Regions from separate parts of the Zea mays genome. Here region 1 is linked to region 2. Evidence: chromatin contacts called from public Hi-C data. All regions are on one chromosome and are shown on one strand. Each heading gives the region's core, a stretch centred on a gene start, on an enhancer-like site or on the middle of the called end of the contact. The rest is flanking DNA. Distances are from core to core; before and after follow the strand shown.

Region 1 (2,700 bases), core at 36-2,535, 310 kb after region 2:
CACGAACGCCGACCGCCACGTGAGGCGGAACACGCTGAGGGCGAGGGGCCCCACGCGGAGCTCCCGCGAGACGAAGGCGCTGTCGGGCCAGGCCGCGGCGGCGCGGCGCTCCACGAAGGCGAAGATGGGCTGGCAGAACACCTGGTACGCGCCCACCAGGTGCACCACGATGGCCACGTTGGCCACGTCGATCAGCCAGAATGGCTCGAAGAAGCCGAACCCCGTCAGCAGGTTGTCCGGCGCCTTGTCGCCGAACGCCGCGTACCCCATGCACCCGCACAGCATGTAGAAGATGGTCGTCGTCGCCACGCTCAGCCGCGTCGCCTTCTGCATCACCTTCGACTCCGACGGCGGCGGCGCCTTGATCGTGTCCTGAGCAAAGATCCAGAGCATCATATCGGTTAGGAAACAGGGGAATTCAATTCAGAAGAAGAATAGAATACACAGATTAACAGAATCGAAAAGGGACTGGTGGTATTGCTTGCTGCTTAATTACTTGGATCTCGATGAGGATGTTGGAGAAGGAGTAGGCGAACGCGATGTCGCCGAAGGCCTGCAGGCTGTGCCACACTTTCTGCGTGGAGGTGACGTCGGCGCCGATGCTGATGCCGGTGAGGCTTCCCTTGAACCCACCGTTTGCTGGATGGAATCCACAAAAAACCATCAACACATATAAGAGGGGAACCAGAGAATCAGAATGAACACATATATCGGCAAGGACGGCGTACCAACAGTCTGTGCGATGCCGAGGGACAAGCCGATGGCGGAGTAGGTGAAGGACATGACTGCGGCGACGATGGAGAGCCACCAAATCTGGTCGAAGTCCGGTATCTGGGAGAAGAGGATCTGGACGGCGCCGAAGAGGATCATGTAGGGGTTGCTGGAGCTCTTGCAGGGGACGGCGTGCCCACGCTTGTGGAAGCACCCGGCCCTGCTGACGGCCTGCATGCTGATGGAGGAGGCGATGGTGTAGCCGATGGCGACGCCGACGAGGTTGGCGTACTGGATGGCGCCGCAGAAGGCGACCTTGGCGCCGCCGAGGTTGGAGCGCACGGCGTCCATGTACGTGTAGTTGCGCTTGCCCGTGTCCGGGTCCCCCGTGCGGTAGCACTCGGCGAGCAGCGTGGCGGTGTAGTAGGTGACGAAGGCGAAGAGCAGCATGGCGGCGGGGCCGGCCACCCACCCCAGCTGCGCGATGGCCCAGGCCAGGGACAGGACTCCCGAGCCGATGACGGCCGTGATGATGTGCGCGCTGGCCGTCCAGAACGTGCCCGTGCGCCGCGGCCGCCCGTCGTCGTCCAGCCACTCGGCGCCGCCGCCGTTCCCGGCCTCCACCGACACCTCCATCGGCGCCAGGTGCTTGGTGCCGTTGTGCGACGCCATGGGGAGTGTCCTACCCGATGGATCGGAGGGAGCTCGCTGGAACAGAGGAGACCGGACCGGACCGGCCGGACCAGCACCAGCAGCAGCCGTGCAGCGCAGAGGATGGGGTGGGTGGATGGGGTAGGCTGCTCCTGCTCGGTTGTTGGTGAGCGGCGGTGGTGTGTGATGGCAGAGGGGGGAGTGAGGTGGCTTATATATAGCGTCCAGAGGAGCATCCGTGAGCGGGGGCAGGGGCGGACCGGCGGAGTCGTCATGGCCACAGCGCCGCCCGCAGGCAGGCGCGTGTGATGCTCGGTCGGTCAGCGCGCGGCTAGCAGCTATACGTATCTGTTCTTTTTTTTTGGCTGTCAGCTATGTTTTGATTCGAACAGAGCAGCCTATAGATAGCCATACCGCCGCAGGCAACATATTAAAGATATTATTAGCCATGTTTATTAATCTTGCCGTGCTTGTAAATATGTTTAGTCATCGGCACAAGCACGACACTATATATCTAATCGTATTGTTGTGTTAGTACTTTATGTCACTAGCATCTAGTAGTCTCTATACTAGTTCAGACACTATTTTAAAATATCTATAACATTTTTATGATTACAAATAGGATTTCAAAACATGAGTATTCATACCAATATAGACCGGATTTTTTTATCATATTTGAAACCATAACAATTCACATCACAAGTGCACATAACAATCACATTACTGATCTTGAGTTGGCCAAACCATACCTCATCATGCCGACCACTTACTGTCGTGCCCGTACACCCTACCGAGATAACAGCTTAGTCACTGACACTAGACCCCGTGTCGTATAGGCTCAGACACAATCGTGGCGTACCGTGCTAGAGCAATATGAGTCATGTCATACCTAGTGTTGGTCCATTTAAAGAATGTTTGACTCTTCCGACTAAAATTTAATTCATGTCACATCAGATATTTGAATATCAATTATGAGTATTAGATATAGATTTAATAAATTTGTCTAGTCTTTTATTTATCTGTATAATTATTTTTATAACTAGAATATATTTAATATACGTAATTATTATTTAAATATTTGATATGACATATACCAAAATTTAACAACCAAATACTCCCCTCAAGCGGCTCACTTGTCCATCTACATAGCAGCCAAACAAATAGAAATGACTTGTTTATTCGCAGACGTCATTTCTGCTGCGGCCTGCGGGCGGCCTGACGACCGCGGTCTACTGAAGACTCTCGCCGGAATGGTGCGACCGCGGCGTGCTAGATAACGAAATTAAAAGATGCCCGGAGACGGACAAACTCTCGTGAGCGTCTGACGTGTACGTGAGG
Region 2 (2,726 bases), core at 192-2,691:
TAAGAACTGCACCTGTGGTAAAGATGTAATGATACTCCACATCATTGCCTTTTGGGGGGACACCCCTCTAGACGCGAGAACCATGCTTACTGCTAAGCCTTCTGGTATGTTGTGCACTGCTATAGCTATAGTAACTAGAAGACCCTGAGAGAACCCTTTTGAGCCAGCAAAGGAAACACCCACACCAGAGCCTTCTCCAAAAGAATGAAGAGTCATTATTCCAACAACAAGAATAACTTTACTTGCATCTGCCCCTTTTATATCTAACATGCTTACTTCTCCATATTGCTCAAGAAACTGCAGACAGGGAAATAATATAAGTTATGTTATGAAAGATAAATAAATATAAAAAAATAATGAAGAACAGGTTATCCCAATTAATCTGAAAACATAAGTACCAGCTAAATTTGATATGATGATGAACGCACTTAAAATGTAAGTGTAAAGTGAAATATGTACTTTAAGTTTTATTTAGGCATCCTGCACACTACCTTGTAAAGTTGTAAGCATACATATGAGGGAAGTGTGTGTGCACATACATTATGTGAGCAGTGTGCTCAAATATGCCCATTTAAGTTTTGCGGTTGCTAAAACTGTGACTGTCATCAACTCTGACAACTACAAAAATCTTTGGGTGAAAGACCATATAAGTGGGTTTTATATGATTGCTAGCACCACTATGCTGACAAATATTTTGACATTAGCGCCCTTTTAAATGTCAATGATATGTTTTGTTTAGCAACTGCTAACATATCTAGACATATAGGAATAGGCCTTTCACAAGGTCTAAGATAGCTAGTGTTTAGCAACCTTGATTTTGTTTATCACTGGGAAGTGTATCAGATGATTATAGCATTGGTCCCCATACAAAATCCTACTATTGAACAAACTTGTATGACATTCACGAATAGTTCCTTCGGGTATAAATCCACTGAAATGTGGCTTGATATTTGCAAGATGATGAAACTCCTTGATATGAATGGTCAGTAATAGTATCAAAGAAAAATGAAGAAGAATTGTTACGCACCTTCTTACAAAGCCAAATAAATATACCTCCACTCAGAATTCCGAACACAACCCAGCTCCCACTGCCATACACCTGCCCTTCCTGCACAAGGTCAAAGCTGGCGGCCAGCATCACCCCGGCCGCCAGCCCATTGCAAAGGCCAGCCCACTGCGCTTCGAGCTCCATGAAAAAGAAGGGCACCGCTCCCAACCCCGTCGCCGCGGCCATGGCAAGCGTGGACCACGCGACGGTCGACACCGGCACCCTCCCCGCCTTGGCCCCATCCTCCACCACCTTCCTATGTGGCGCCTCCTGTACTAGCCGCACGCTGCCAGGCTCGGTCTCGGCGACCGCCGCCACATCCCAGACCAGGACGACGAGCAGGAACACTAGGATCGCCCCAGCTCTTCTGTCCATGATTATTCACCTGATTGTCCCCCCCCCCCACCCACACACGCCACCCCCTGACTTTACCCTGTCAGGGCAGCGTGGGCGAGAGGCCTGCAGGTCAGCGCAGCCGTGCTGTCGTCAGAGGAGTCGTCAGCGGAGCAACTGAATGGTCATGGCTTCCGCGTGGGTGGTGCTGGGAAGATGCTCCAATCCAATCCCTGGCACAGAAAGGAAGTGCATTCAGCAACCTTGTCCGACCGTCACAACCTCTGCAGCTGAGGAGCTGCCTGAGCACAGGGACGCAAACGACCAGACAACTTAGTAAGCATGAGATCCGAGCGATTTTGGTGAGAACAGTCTGGCATTACTGCGACAACACGCAGCAGACGACAGGAAGCGCGACGAGGTGAAGCGACCGGGATCGGAAAACAGATCTGAGTACCCCGAGTGCTTGTAGTAGCAGCAATACAACCAGAGAGAAGTCCCAGCCAGGGCGGCCTTACCAGCTGGCAGAGGGATGGAACCGAGCCCCCGAAGCCCGATGGATCTGCGCCTCCGCGCTAGAAGAAGGGATGGCGAGGAAGAAGAAGCGGGCGGGCCGCGGGCGGAGAGGAGAGGCTGGGTGTGACGTGGTGGCCCCCGCCCGGCTGCCGGCGAGGCAGATTTAGAGGGCGGGCGGCGCACGCGGATTTGGAGTCGCGGAAACCGGCGACCCCCGGCTGTGGGGGGTGCGGGGCGGTCACGGGCAGGGGCAGGGGCCTCACGGGACGGCAAGCACGGGCCCCGGCTCACTCCACCGAACAACGGGCGACGCGTCGCCAGTCGGGTTCGGCCGTGGCGTGCGCGGTGCGCGGGGAATCTGCCGTACACCTTGGGATGGAAACGGCATCGGAAAATCCGGTATTGACCGATGTTACACTCTATATTTAAATACAGTTTTAAATACAAAACAGTTTTATAAATAATATAGTTTATTATACAAAATAATATTTTAATTGACCATATAAATGAACTGCTGAATACAAAAAAAATACAGGAACAAAAAAATTTCTAAAAAAAGTGGTGGGAACGAAAACGGCTGAAACATTTTTCCAATCGTATTTTTGAATTCCGTATTTGGGGCTATTTTCAACTATTTTGAAAACTGAAATTCTCTCCCGGATTTTTGGGGCTGGGAAAAATTAACTTAATTTTCCCTTGGAATCTTAAGAAAGATTTAAGTTTGCAAACTACCCTTTATATAAGAAAATCCAACTAGTATTTTCCTGTTTTATTTGTATAAAAAATCAGGTCTATTAGAGCATCCAAACCCACCAACCGCATTCAATCT

The links. Hi-C and Micro-C count contacts between places; a contact is called where the count stands out from the background.
Region 1: a contact with region 2 is called in a Hi-C map of tassel, with 2.4 times the contacts expected there. The contact joins the promoter of LOC100382310 here to the promoter of LOC100191969 in region 2. A contact is called at or near these places in 2 of 25 Hi-C or Micro-C datasets (ear and tassel).

What each region holds. Positions count from the first base shown.
Region 1 is chr10:11,068,083-11,070,782 of Zm-B73-REFERENCE-NAM-5.0, forward strand. It overlaps LOC100382310, which reads right to left and starts at 1,286. Exons shown (of 3, transcript NM_001175059.1): 1 at 729-1,286; 2 at 497-639; 3 at 1-372. The coding sequence starts at 1,161.
Region 2 is chr10:10,753,251-10,755,976 of Zm-B73-REFERENCE-NAM-5.0, forward strand. It overlaps LOC100191969, which reads right to left and starts at 1,442. Exons shown (of 5, transcript NM_001137393.1): 1 at 1,028-1,442; 2 at 13-297. The coding sequence starts at 1,423.